Linked DNA regions of Sus scrofa: region 2 is linked to region 1. Evidence: chromatin contacts called from public HiChIP or PLAC-seq data. All regions are on one chromosome and are shown on one strand. Each heading gives the region's core, a stretch centred on a gene start, on an enhancer-like site or on the middle of the called end of the contact. The rest is flanking DNA. Distances are from core to core; before and after follow the strand shown. Region 1 has its middle 130 kb from the start of CBLB. Region 2 overlaps CBLB (E3 ubiquitin-protein ligase CBL-B).

Evidence for each region. HiChIP or PLAC-seq counts read pairs in DNA pulled down with a chosen protein or histone mark.
Region 2: a contact with region 1 is called in an H3K27ac HiChIP or PLAC-seq map of alveolar macrophages. The contact joins two enhancer-like sites. A contact is called at or near these places in 3 of 47 Hi-C or Micro-C datasets (fetal heart ventricle, fibroblasts and heart right ventricle) and 1 of 2 datasets of contacts at active chromatin or transcription factors (alveolar macrophages).

The regions. Positions count from the first base shown.
Region 1 is chr13:153,341,730-153,349,365 of Sscrofa11.1, reverse strand. No RefSeq gene overlaps it. Among named protein-coding and RNA genes, the nearest start is that of CBLB, 130 kb to the left of the region's middle. Within about 2 kb of position 3,820, at least 27 of the 83 cell types and tissues checked have an H3K27ac peak or open chromatin away from gene starts, as enhancers often do.
Region 2 is chr13:153,677,997-153,685,632 of Sscrofa11.1, reverse strand. The region is part of intron 17 of CBLB (E3 ubiquitin-protein ligase CBL-B); the gene reads right to left. Among named protein-coding and RNA genes, the nearest start is that of CBLB, 200 kb to the right of the region's middle. Within about 2 kb of position 5,037, at least 3 of the 83 cell types and tissues checked have an H3K27ac peak or open chromatin away from gene starts, as enhancers often do.

The DNA of each region.
Region 1 (7,636 bases), core at 2,571-5,070:
ACTGGATCCTTAATCCGCCGAGTGAGGCCAGGGATTGAACCCACATTCTCATAGATCCTAGTTGGGTTCGTTAACCGCTGAGATATGAAGGGAACTCCCTGAGTTGCATTTTTGTTTTGTGATTCCTCCCACATAAAAAAGAATTCATGTAAAATAAGAATTCATTATCATATTAATGGGGCTAATATGATAATACAGCTATGAACATTCACATAAAGTCTTTATGAGGACATGTGCTTTGTTTCTTTTTGGTCAATTACAAAGAATGGAATTACAGCTTGAAGTATTTAGCTGACCCTAACCCTATCCCTAACCCTCCAAATTGTTCTGAGGACTTGAGCAGAGTCCTTGTAGGACAATTGGTCCTGTCTAAAATGTCCGTAAGACATTTGATCCATGACAAAAGATCCTTGATATTTGGTCCTGCCTCAATTTCTTCAGCATGAACCAAATATGCTTATAGACATTTTGGATAGGGCCAAATTTCAAGGGCCTTTTGGTGTGTACCAAATGTCTTATGGACCAAATGTCTGCTAACAAATTCTACTTTATTTTAATAAATATTGATATAAATTTAAATACAGATGTGAAGGAATCAGAAAAAAGTAGAATAAGCTTTAAAAACTTAAGCTAAATACTTCAAGCTGAAATTCCATTCTTTGTTATTGACCAAAAAGAAACAAAGCACATGTCCTCATAAAGACTTTACGTGAATGTTCACAGCCGTGTTATCATATTAGCCCCACATTAGAAACAACCAGATACCTGTCAACAGGTGAACAGGTAAACAAATTGTAGTATGTCCATACAATGGAGAGGCATCAGCAATAAAACAAAATGAAACACTGATACATGTAACAACATGAATAAATCCCAAACAGATTGAAAGAAGATTATAAATTATAAATGTATATAGCATCATTCCATTCATGTGAATTCTAAAACAGTCAGACCTAATCTATGATGACTGAAGGCAGACCACAAATTGTCTGCAGACATGGGGTGGTAATTGTAAAGGGACAAGAGGGAACTTTCTGAGGTGATGCAAATGTTCTATAACTTGATTATGACAGTGGTTACACAGTTATATATGTTTGTCAAAACACATCAAGCTAGATACTTAAATGGATGCAATTTGTTGTGCATAAATTATACCTCAATAAAATTATTCTAAAAGAAAAAACCTGGATTATAAAAAATAATGATTTTAATGGCCATTACTATTATTATTTTGTCTTTTTAGGGACGCACCTGTAGCATATGGAGGTTCCCAGGCTAGGGGTCAAATCAGAGCTGTAGCTGCCAATGCCACAGACACAGCAATGCCAGATCCGGGCCGCATCTGCTCATGGAAGACAGGCCAGCTCATGGCAATGCTGGGTCTGTAACTCACTGAATGAGGACAGGGATCGAATCTCCGTCCTCATGGATACTAGTCAGATTAATTTCCACTGAGCCACAACAAGAACTCGTAATGGCCTTTATTTAAAGTGTTATATATTTGGAGCCAGAAATATATTTTGTATTGTGCAAGATTCTTGATGCCTGCTGGACAGAATTTTGATAAATATGATGAAAAAAGGTAGGTCTATAGCAACTGAATGTCAGTGAATTGAAATAGGTGCTTAAGGACTCAGGCTCTTTAGTGATGCAAATCGCATCACTTTTATATATGTAATTACTTCTACATTGTAAATTTATATTTTTCCTATTAAAAATGGATTTACATTAAAAATGAGGGAGTTCCCGTCGTGGCGCAGTGGTTAACGAATCCGACTAGGAACCATGAGGTTGCGGGTTCGATCCCTGCCCTTGCTCAGTGGGTTAACGATCCGGCGTTGCCGTGAGCTGTGATGTAGGTTGCAGACGCGGCTCAGATCCCACGTTGCTGTGGCTCTGGCGTAGGTCAGTGGCTACAGCTCCAATTAGACCCCTAGCCTGGGAACCTCCATATGCCGCAGGAGCAGCCCAAGAAATAGCAAAAAAAAAAAAAAAAAAAAAAAAAAAAAAAAAAAAAAATGAGAGTGCTAGGACTTCAGAAATAGTGGTGCCACATGTTTTCCCAGGCTGTACACTGTGTAACTCCAGGGGGTACCATTCATGGACACTGCAATATGATTTTATCAAGGTTTTACATGGCATTAAAAATCCTATCCAAGCATCCTTAAGATAAAAATGCTCTGATATTTTCTGACTTCAGAACACCTTGGAGTCAAGTGCTTTCATGGGCTTTCTTACAGTATGGCCTTAGGCTCCTTTGAAGAAAGCTGTCAGCTCACAACTTAACTGAGGAGCATTCCAATTGCCCTTTCAATGTCTAGTGCTTCCTTTTTGTCATAACTAAACTGAATAAAAGGGGAAGCATTACAAGAAGAGTCATGTGGTTGATTTATGTCATAGCTCCTTACTGTAATTTTTCCAATCTCATTATATGCACCTAGTTTGTTTTAAAGTCCTTTGCTCTTTTTTGAACAAAAACTGGATTTTGTATATAATGTTTAAATTCATTAAATACTAAGAAGCTATAGGTTCCCTGAGGCTTTGGTATCTGGGTCTTTGAGAAAGACGGTAGAGTCAACATCCCTTTTCCATTGATCATACTAGTTCAATCTCATTTTAGTACAAAGGGACAAAGGAGATTTTCTCACATATATATCAAAGGAAACCAAACCAGAACCTATTTTTGGAATTTTAAGATTTCATAATATGATAATAAACTCCTCTGTCTCAAACAGTAATGGAAATTGTTAAATCTTTTGTGTTTTTGGTTATTATAAAAGGTAGGGCATAGACTAAATCAAGGGTTGGCAAACTCTTTTTTGAAAGTCATACAGTAAGAGTTTTCAGCTTGTGGGCCATATGGTCTCTGTGACAATTACTCAACCCTGTCACTATAGCAGGAAAGCATACACACTGCTTAAATGAATGGAAACATCTTGGTTCCACTAAAACTTTATTTACAAAAACAGATGGTTAGACCATGGGCCATAGTTTACAGACCACTGCATTAAATTTTCCCAATAGTCTAACATGTTATAATTTTACTTTAATGAGCTAGAAAGTATTTTAGAAAAATACTCTGTGGCTTGATTCCTCATCAGAAAAATGGAACCAGAAGTCTGTAAGCCAAGATTTTGCATGATAGGCCCTTGAGCATTTAAGATTATTTTAGAAGAAACAAATTCAATTTCTTACTCTCTCACTATGTGCACTTTCAGGAAATGAATTATACATATTTCTTTGATAGGAATTAAAAATGGGTATATTCAGATCAAATGAGCTTGAAGTGCAAGGTGTATTTCAAGAAGGCTTTGATCGAGAGCCACGTTATATTATAAGGTAAGATGTCATCATGAGTAATTTATAGAACATGAATTTAATACTCAAGTATGTCGAATTTAGGGCATAACCCACTTGACCTTGTTACAGTATATAAGTAAACTTTCTGGGGTGGTGTTTCCTTGATCTAGTATTATGAAAATATATTCTGTTCTTTATAAAATGCAAATTCATTTCAAAGTACATTAAACTTGAATAAATAAATTTTTAATGAAACAGAAGGGTTGTTTTTGAAATTCACTGTTCTCTGACAGACTCTAAATGGCTTCATTTCTCTGTGCTTCTCCTTTTTTTTCATAAGGGCTGTGACTACTCTTCTATGATTATTAAATTCTGGGCAGCTTCTTGTATCTCTCACAGAGTTTCAAGAAAGCATTAATGAGCAACAAGCCTGTAAGTTTCTTGCTCAACTTCTCCTATTAAGACAACTCATCAGAGATCACTCACAAACAGCTGTGCTCTGCAAGTCATAAATGATAGGTCATGTGTGGTGACTAAAGTATGACTCTCAATCAGTGTTCGTGAAGAGCTACTCGTCAAGAGTGCTATTTTCACTATGTGAAAAGTTATTTTGAAGGACTCTATCATCACTGAGTTATCTGAGCCCTATATAGCCCCTGCCAGTTTAAGAACTGACACATGGACAGGGGCTTATTTACTCCCTCCAGCCACAGGAAGAGCTGTAAACCAATTCAGTGCTTCCGGATCTCTAGGGACAGGGCTCATGGGTTTCTTAAATCCTTTCCCTCTCTTTCTGAAGGCATCTGCCTTATACATTTTGTACAAAGTTCTGATAGTGTTAGCAAACAGAAGCAGAGAAGCATTTTCCATTGTCTACCCCAATCTTCATTAATCTTTATTTAATGGAATTAGACACCTCCTTCCTGAAATTTTATATTTGGAGACTCAGAGTTACAGCTTTGGATGGCAATAATGCCAGGTAAAATCACACTATATGACTAGTTTGGAAGGCTCAGGGGGAACTCATTCACATTTAAGACTTTGGCTACTTCTTGGTTCCAGGCAGAGCCGAAACACTCACAAACACGAACACTTTTCCAAACTGCATTTTGGCACATGCTTTTCCAGTTCCAGCTGGATTCAGGAAATGTGCCAGAAGGAAAAAAAAATGTATTTTGAGTAAGATTTTCTTTCTTAGTTTTTTTTTTTTTTTTTTTTTTTTTTCCCCTTTCTTAAAGAACCTCCAGGACACAGTTAATGCTGTCAAACAGAGAGGCATGATTTCTTTTTCCTGGCACACATGAAGTTTTTAGAATTACATTCTCAGTCCCTCTGATAGAGCCCAGAGTCAGATCAGTGTATGAAGGTACAAGGTGTGTATATAATACAAGAAGCACTGAGCCTTAGAGCCAGGAGAGCCAAATGGGTATTTGTAAATGATACCTGACAGGAAGCATCTCCCACCTTGATTTCATCTTGACTTATGTCTTCAAAATAGGGACTGTTAGGCCAGATCAGAAGATACCTCATGGTATACTTTCACATGTGATCTGTTTTTCCTTCCCATCAAAAATGTGCATCCTATTTCTCTCTTACTATAGTTATATACCATCTGCAAGACCTTAGCCTTACCAATGGTTATGCATGAAGATAGGATGTTAGCAATTTAAGAAACTAAAATTTAGGAAGTATTTCAGAAAACAGAATGGAAGTTTCTTAGAAAGGTAAACATACACTCATCCTATGACCCGGCAATCCCATTCCCAGCTATTTACTGAAGACAAATGAAAATACATGCTCACTAAAAATCCTGTGCATGAAATGTTTATAGCAGCTTTAGATGTAATAAAAAAAACTGAAAATAACCTAAATGTTCATCAATCAGTGAATAAACTGCCATATTTACACACAATGGAATAGCCCTCGCAAAATAAAATAAAATAAAATGACATGGACTATTAATACATGCAAAAATGTGGGTGAATCTCACATGCATTACGTTAAGTGGAGTTAGGCTAAAAAATCTGTATATTGTTTGATTTCATTTATGTGACATTCTGGAAAAGTCAAAACAATAGTGGCAGTAGGCAGATAAATAGGAATGGAGGAAGGAGGAGATTGAGAAAGGGGAATGAGGAATATCTTGAAGGTAAGGGAAAATGTTTTCTATTATGATTGTGTGGTTGTTATACCTCATTATACTTGTCAAAAATCATAGAACTGTATACTGTAGATTGTGAGTTTTTGTAGTATGTAAATTACATCTCAAAAATTATATATATATATATATTTCAAAAATTAGAGCTCCACTGAAATAATGAGAAACTTAATATACATTTCCTATATCTTTTTGGTTTCCTTTGTTGAAAGTCCACTTCCTGCCTCCTGGGACCCATTCCCTCAAGGCCACAATCTTCCACCTATCATGACAAGCTAAGCAGAACATTGATTGTTATTGACCAGTGCTTATTTTAATGCTTCTGACATCTTTTCTGTCTCCACTTATCTCATCACTCTGTTCTCTTTCTTGACAACCTGTTTCTGAAATCCTCTGCCCTCTGAGAACCATCAGGAGACTGACATTTTTGATTCTGTCATTCAAGCTCTCCAGAAAGGCAGACAGAACCCAAAGTAGTTCCTTTTGTCTTTACAGTGTCTATGAAATGTAGACATGGCCACTTTATATAGTCATTCAGCAAATACATATTGATGACATGCTATATGCCAGACACTGCTAAGCATGGGTGGTCTGAACTGTGTAAAAAGGTAAGTCCCTGCCTTCATGTTGTTCCTTGCTTGGCATGAAAGAATCACAGATATTTACCATCCATACCAGGAAGGAGAGAGGTAGTGGTGGTTAGAGCAGGGTTAACTTTCTTCCTTTCAAGACACGCTATTCGATGTGATAGTATATGATGGTAACTGATTAGCAGATGAGATCAACAGGGGGTGAGGAGATTAATACCTCCACTTATTAGCAACTCATGTAGGCTGCAGGAACTGATAAGAAAACACTAGTTTTGAGGACTCAGCCTGTCTGAGACATTGGATAAGGCTGACACCTGAAGAACAAGTCTTAGCAATAATAATAGTGGTGGCCTTGGTGGTGGTGATGGCTGTAACATTTATAGCAATAGTAGTAGTAGTAGTTGTAGCAGTGGTGGTAATAGAAATAGGGAAGAGCTGTGTAAAGGAAGTATTTCAGGCACAGAAAGTAATAAATGGTGTGTGTGGGGGGTTCTCTAAAGGTGATTACTTATTATTATACTAAAAAAATCATACCTGTTATGTGATAATTTGTATGTAAATATGTAAATCTTTAAAAATTAGGAGAGTTAGACTAGATTGAATTTTGTACTGCTAGACCATTTTTTAAATTTCTATTCAGATCAAGATGTATTTCGAACTATTTGGATGTTCTGTATGTACATTTACTGCTATTAAGCCACTAATTTATTGGAAAAAAGTCACACACAAAAGGAAGCTATTTGAAATGGAATATGGCAGAATTATTCACACCCTAAGGCATGTGATAAATAACAAACAGTCAACTAGGTGAAAAGGGGCAAGAATGGCTTCCTGGAGGAGTTCCCATTGTGGCACAGTGGGTTAAGATTTCAACTACAGCAGCCCGGGCTGCTGCAGAGGCACAGGTTCGAGTCTCAGCTTGGCACAGTGGGTTAAAGGACCTGGCACAGGTTCTTTAATCAGATTCAATCCCTGGCCAGGGAACTTCCATATGCCACAGGTGTAGCCATTAAAAACAAAACAAAACAAAACAAAACAAACCAGAATGGCCTCCTGGGGGAAGACAGAGGAGGATGGAGGGTATGAGATTTGAATCTATTTGGCTGAGTGAGTGGGTGAGGTAAGGGCAGGTCTGACTAGTCATGAGGTTCTCCTGGAGCAAACCCAGAGATGCAAAGAGGAGAAATGTACAAGAGGAAGCAGGCACACATTTTGTTGAAATTATTAAATTAATTTGCTTGTCTGCTATTTTGAAGTGGATTTGTCCCAAACACCATGTTCTGTTCCCATTAGAATCAATATGCTGCCTACTGCCATTAGCACTTGCTCCACTGGGGGGAAAAGCATTATTCTTTCATTATGTGTGCTCTTTATCAGCTCTTCATAAAAAGTGCTATATGCTGTGGTGAAATTCACAAGATTAACATCTGCAGCAATGAAAAGTATATCAGCACCAGATCAAAACTGCTTTTGTACTTTTCATATCTTTTGGCTTAACTCTCCTGTGAGGAACACAGACCTGAGATGTGTTCTGCTCTGGTTTGTTCTGCACTTCCTTCTCGTCCTGGAAGCCTCTCCAGGTATCTTC
Region 2 (7,636 bases), core at 3,788-6,287, 340 kb before region 1:
AAACTCTTGTAAAGTCAAAGAAAAAAATGGGTTTTGAATTTTGCCTGTAAAAATGGATTAGCATATTAATCTCTCTAAGCATTAAGCAGACATAATCTGTAAAATGGACCTGACATTTGGGATTTGTAAGGATTAAATCAATTCATGTATATGAGCTCTGTACAAATAATGTGCCTTTTAACATTACATTGGTCATTCTATGCAAAAATTGTTACTTGGCTCACCAAAAATAAATTCAGTTGTTAAAAATTATATTATTACCATTAAAGTTTGTATAAATAGTGAAACATGTTTGTATTTACCACCTTGATAGTTAGAGGGGCGGATGTGAAATAGTGAAAAATATGAATTTTAGACAAATTAAAAATCATTGTGGGAGTTCCCATCATGGAGCAGCAGAAAAAAATTTGACCAGTATCCATGAGGATTTGGTTTGATCCCTGGCCTCACTCAGTGGGTCAGGCATCTGGTGTATCCATGAAGATTTGGATTGATCCCTGGCCTCACTCCGTGGGTCGGGAATCTGGTGTTTCCATGAGCTGTGTTACAGACTTGGCTCGGATCCTGTGTTGCTATGGCTGTTGGCCAGTAACTACAGCTCTGATTAGACCCCTAGCCTGGGAACTTCCATGCACTGTGGGTGAGGCCTTAAAAAAAAAAAAAAATTATTGTACAATTTCTCAATGATATTTATTAACTGGAGCTAATGGTAGAAGATTTTATCAATGCAACTATATTAAATCATTAGGACCATAAACCTGACTGGCTTAAAATTAGTAGTATATGTGTTTAAATCCATAGACCTGATTCCTTTTTTGAATAGACGAAAATTACCTATGCAGTCTTTGGTTCACTGAGAATGTATTATCTGCCACCACTTCCTTTCCAGGCTTCTGTTTTTCTCTGTCATGTTACTTTCTTCTATGTCTGCCAGTATCTCCAAAGGTACTTACTGTACATTCTTTTGAGGACAGGGATCTTATTTAATTGTGTTTGAATTATATCTCCTAACAGAAACACAGTACCAAGTAAACTGCATGGTAAATAGCCTGCACTTCATAAAGGTGTACTTTTTTACTTTTTCTTTTTAGGGATGCACTTGTGACATATGGAAGTTCTCAGACTAGGGGTCAAATTGGAGCTACATACAACCACAGCAAAGAAGGATCCCAGCCACACCTGCGATGCCGGATCCTTAACCCACTGGGGCTAGGGATCAAACCCACATCCTCATGGACACTGTTGGGTTCTTAACCCACTGAGCCACAATGGGAACTCCATAAAGATTTACTTTTTACCAACAAAAATTAGGACAGACAGATTCAGATTTTTCATATATTCAAATCCCATGAAATTTGTATTGCTAACTTAAGGCTGAAATTGTAACTATTAAGAAGACCAGGGGGGTTCCCTTCGTGGCTCAGTGGTTAACGAACCCAACTAGAATCCATGAGGATGTGGATTCTATCCCTGGCCTCACTCACTGGGTTAAGGATCTGGCACTGAGCTAAGGTGGAGGTCACAGATGAGGCTCAGATCCTGCATGGCTGGGGCTATGGTATAGGCCCGCAGCTGTAGCCCCGATTCAAACCATAGCTTAGAACCATATGCCGCAGGTGCAGCCCTAAAAAGCAAAAAAAAAAAAAAAAAAAAGGGAAGATGACAACCTGATAGTATTTCATTGTTTTAACTTCCATTTGAGTTTGATATTAAAAAATACATAAGAATCTGGTTAAGAAGGAAATTCAGGAGTTCCCGTCATGGCGCAGTGGTTAACAAATCTGACTAGGAACCATGAGGTTGCGGGTTCGATCCCTGCCCTTGCTCAGTGGGTTAACGATCCGGCGTTGCCGTGAGCTGTGGTGTAGGTTGCAGATGTGGCTTGGATCCTGTGTTGCTGTGGCCCTGGCACAGGCTGGCAGCTACAGCTCCGATTGGACCCCTAGCCTGGGAACCTCCATATGCCGAGGGAGCGGTCCAAGAAATGGCAAAAGACAAAAAAAAAAAAAAAAAAAAAGGAAATGCATGCTTATTTATACTAAATTTTGACTAGATAATGTAAGGCAGGAGTTGAAGTCATTATTTCCTTCCTCTTTTTAAGTATCATAATTATCTCCAGCTTTGCTGGAGACTTTTTTTTTTTTAACCTGCGCAAGGCTACTTAATTTGCTTTCATTAATTTTGAGATTAAAATGAGTCTTACATTCTGAGTTCTCAATAATTGAAAAGTCAATGGTTCAGCCTCATTAATTTTGCTAAAACATTTTAGGAAGGAATCAAAGATAAATCAAATTCCATGCAACAAATGTTAATCTTTTGATTTGGAAGGCTAACCAGAGGAACCAAATATGGTGATTTCTGCATAAATTTAGAGATTTCCCAAAGATTTACATTTAAATATTCAATATTCAATTAAATTTACTTTCAGTTCTTGTGCATTCTAAAACATCACTGACATAGTATTAATTCAGAGAAAAGACTGTCTTTTACAATCATGATTTCTTTAGGGGTAATTTATAGGCTTGCTGTTTCTAATCATATGTTTATTTAAGGCTAAACATTAGATTGACACATTACTGAGTCATGAATAGACTACAAAATATATAGTTGTATGATACTACTTCATTAATCTATTGCACTTGAAAAGTCACTAGGTGCACTAAAAGTGTTACCATAAATAGCATGAACTACTTAGTTCTGTTCTGAATCACTATGGTGTTTTATCTGGCTTCATGCTAAGTTTGCTACTGGTCCGTGTTTGAATTATAGCTCCTAACAGAAACATAATACCAAGCACACTGTTTGGTAAATAGCCTGCAACTCATAAAGATCTACATTTAACTACCAAAAATTAAGTCAGATTCAGATTTTTCATAGATTCAAATTCTGTGAAATTTGTATTGCGAACTCAAGGCTAAAATTTGTTAACTATTAAAGAAGACCTGATAATATTTCCTTGTTTTAATTTCCATTTAAGTTTGATAATAAAAAATATGGTCAGGTATAGGCTAAGCTGGTCTTCTGTAGCAAGTTGTAAAGTTGGAAGTATTCCTGCTTAGATGGGAAAAGATACTACATATAATAGTTACTACAAAGAGTATAATAATTACCAAATTTGAAAAGAAATAAAGTTTTTTAAAAACAAATTCTTAAAAAATTAAGTAAAATTTTATATCCACTTCGGATTAAAACATACACACTGAAAATATATATCACAGCCAGTGTGCTATTTATATAGTAATACATGTTCTGAAAAATGAATGAACATTATGGGATTAGTCTACTCTAAAAAGCAAAGTACTGGAGTTCCCATCATGGCTCAGTGGAAACAATCTGACTAGCATCCATGAGAACGCAGGTTTGATCCCTGGCCATGCTCAGTGGGTTAAGGATCTGACATTGCCGTGAGCTGTGGTGAAGGTCACAGACACGGCTTGAATCTGGAATTGCTGTGGCTGTGGTGTAGGCTGACAGCTCCAGCTCTGATTCGACCCCTAGCCTGGAAACCTCTCTATGCCATGGTGCAGCTCTGAAAAGCAAAAAATAAAAAAAAATAAAAAGCAAAGTACCACTGACTGTGATTTACAGTATGGTAATGCTAAATTGAAAAAATTTTAATTCTTATTTTAAGAGATTATTAAAAACTAAGGAAAGGTTGGGAGGAAAGGGTTTGCTAACTATAAAGGAGGTGGAGAAATACATATCAATCAAAATTATTCCATGTAAGAAAGAAACCTGTCAAGTGATTATCTCTTAGAGGAAGCATTAGGGAATATTCCTCCCCCACCCCGACCCTCCACTATCTGAAACACTTCCAATTTTTTACTGAAGTGTAGGAAAACAGGCAAAATAATTGAATAGTTAGAACAATGACATATTTCCTCTGGGGCTGTCCAAAAGCCATCTGAAAGATTTATCAGTTATTCTGAAAATTAAAAAGAATATCAATGCTAGATCTAATTGCTCAAAAAGGATTTGAAAAGCTATTTAGGGGAAACAAAATTTCTCCTTTTCTGGCTGCCCTCATTCTTCTAACTGACATTCATAAACCCCCCATATGTAGGGATCCAGCCACTGATTAAGTCCTCCAGCTTTGGAGAACTCACTACCCTTCTGAGATACAAGAATTATTAATAATTTAGGAAGCTTCTTACGAGGAATGAAATTTTAACTCTCACTAATTCTTCTCATTGGTTGGTCTTCTATTGTCTGGGAGCACAAGGAAGAAATCTAGCCATTCTTTCACAAATACTGTGGATGAAGGCAACTCTCATACATACTTAAGATCATCTCTTCTCTTGGTTAAACATGCACAGTTCCTTTAATCTACCATAGTTTACATGGTGTGGTTTTACTTCTCTTTACCATCCTGGTTGCACTCTTCCAGAAATAGCCTAGGCCCTGGTTTCTCCAACTTTGCATGCATCAGCATCACCCTACAGGCTTGTGAAAAAACAGATTGCTGGGTCCTACCCCCAGAGTTTCTGATTTAGTCAGTCCCAGGTGGGTCTTAAGAACTGGCATTTTTAACATATTTCTAAGAGATGCTAATGCTATTAAGGACCACAATTTGAGAAGCAAAGCTCTACCTCATCAATCCTTCAGCACCTGGACACAGTGGTATCCACGCTGGCTGAGCACTGGGGAGGACCTCATTCTGTCTCTGATTTGAACTCTGAATGCAACCCTCAAATGGCATGAGTGTGCTTCATAAAGGTTACAGTCAAACTCCTAAATCCTTTACAGTAATTGTTGCTAACTATCCGGGTGTTCTTTGTATTTTACTTATGCAATTGCATGTGTGGATCCCAGTGGAGAACTTTCCTTTGTCTCTAAAAAGTCAATTTGGCTAGCTGTCAGAGTTGAATTGTGACTTTTAGATTGGAGGAGACTTCAGAAGAGATTCTGGGTTAGAAATATAGTGAAGGAAAGGTTCAGGAAGTGCTGCCAAATATGTCATGTATTTTGTACACTGCACAGAGAAATGCAGTAAGGGAGATGAGGAGGCTTAAATACAGCCTTGCCTTTGTTCCTGGAGCTCTGGCCCTGGCACAAAGTGGAGGCGGGGTGGGGGGCAGGGGGACGACCCTATTTCAGCCCAAGGGCACAAAAGAAATGCCTTTTTGTAATTCAGGCAAAAGCACATATATGCAAGCAGTAGCCCTGGGTTTGAAGACAGCCCTTTTTGGAGGGCTCCTCAGGTTTTGTTAAGATAAGATGGTCTGTCCAGAGTAGATGGCTCATGAACAGCAGTGGGCATTACTATGCCAAAAGAAATCTTGCATGAAGGCCTAAAATAGAAAACAGATAAAAGCAGCTTCAGAGCTGTGCCCTTGCTTTACTCCCCACAACACTTTTGATCTTATGAGAGTCATAAGGCTCCTTTGCAGAAACATAGGACCCTGTAGTTTGAAAATCACTACTATAGAGCAGACACTGAACTGTAAGGCCAGAAGGATAGACCTGATTTAGTGTGCAGGACACTGAAGGCTGGAATTAAGAGGTAGGTCTGAGTAGATATTTAATATAACATCATGAAGATATCCAACCTTTGTCTTTAATTAGGGATAATTTCCTCAAGGAAACCAAATCTCAATAATGCCAGAAAAGGCTTATCCTTCATTATACTACTACAATTTTAAGAGTAAACTATAGTGAAAATGACAGCAGTAAAATGCTCCATTTAAATTTAGCAATCCCCTTTGTTTAACTTGCATAGCTCTACAACTATGAGTTAAACTTTTGTTTAGCATTTATAGAATATTCTTTTATGAAGTTCAATTCAGGGTGAAGAACTGCTTTTGTGGATTTTCTGTGATACTTCTTTAGACAAGGTAATGTATTAAATACTTTGCAAAATGATATAGTCAAGCTTACATATAGGCTGAAAGAAACCTTCATGTTCTATGGTATTATGTTAAGAATAATTTAAGTATTTCTTTTGAAAAAGAAAAGGTCTTATATACATGGTTTAAAATTGAATAAAAATAGCTGTCTCAATGGTTCTCATAAAGGATCTAGCAAAAGATTAGAAATTTAGCCTGTTAATGGTATGAGACTGGAAAGGAGGAAAATGTTGCCATTTTTTTTTTCTTAGAAGTATTTGTTATCAAGGGATTATCTGCAATGGAATTAAAATACTTCTATGTGTTTATTAAAGGAGGTCAAGTCAATAGGTTCAAATAGCTGTGCTCTGGTCCAAAGTTAGCCTCGCAGCCTAAGTTAAGGATAACTGCTACTGAGCCTCTCTGGTAGCCACACAAAGCAATATATGAAATAAAATAGTTTATACAACTTTCATTCTATCTAATCAAAAGGGGGCCTTTTTTATTTGGAGGTAATTTTTTTGCACTTAATCTTGAGAAAAAAATTTTTTGAAGATTTTTTACATAAAGTACAGTAAACAATAAAATTACGATAAAGAACAATTCTTTTGAAAAAAACAGATAATTGTGTATATTTGTATAAAATGTTCTAGCTCCTGGAAAGATTGACTTAATTTTAAAAGAAGGCACTACATTGAGCTTTCATTTAATGGAGTTTAAATTACATATATAAATGCTGATAGGTACTTAAAAATCAGACCAGAAACTATCCAGAAGTTTGCCTGGGGAAAGGTTAAGTTAATCAAGATTTAGCTGTATTCATTTTTTTTTTAACATGTTAATTAAAGCCCATGTGTAAAACAAATATTTGAGTAAGTGCAAATGAAAAATATAGCAAAATGGTGGTGGTTTTAGATAGTTAATATGAATAAGAGCCTAAGAGTAACTCATGCTTTCTGCATGGATTAGCAGGGTTATCAACCTTGCTCTTTGACTGGCAGCATTCAGTGAAATAATGTGCTCCATGAGGGCAGGGAGGCATCTCACAGAGTGGGTGACATAGAGGAAAATTCAATCCAAATTTACAGATAAAAAATTAATTTAAAATTATTCCATGAAAACAAACTACTTTCAGAAACTAAAGCTATATATTCCAAGTTATATATCTAATAGTTTGTGTGTTATATCCACAAATTGTCTCTAACTTCTAAATTATTGAGCCAATGGGGATGGGGGAAACCTGAGAAAAATGAACATTAAAGATGAATGATACTGGTTAAGATTCCCAAGTTCTCCATGAAGTATGTAGGTGGCCAAAGGACAAACTGAGCACTATTAAAAGGGTTTCAATGACTTAACACACAAATGTAAAGCAGCTGTTAAAAAAGAAAATCTTTATGTTTAACTAAACCAAACTGAGGAGGCAAATGTTTCAGAATATAGATCACAGTATCACCAATAGGACTAACTGGATGGAAGAGATTAATATTAGCAGATTCAACGTAACTGAATTTTTTTTCCTGACAATTCTGATGAGTGGAATGGATGGTTTATTAAATCTATTTTTATTTCTACTCAAGTTAAAAAAAAAAGCCATGTATTGAATTTTTCCTTGAAGACCAATAATTTTAGTAGATACACTGAGACATTAAAAACAAAAACAGTAACAAAGCAAAAAAATGCAGGTATTTCAAACATATCTATTAATGTTATAATTTACCCAAATATTATGTTTTTGAATAAAATTATGACCCTAAAGCATATTACATGAAAAATTTTAAACATATCATTAGAAAAAAATTATTGCAGTC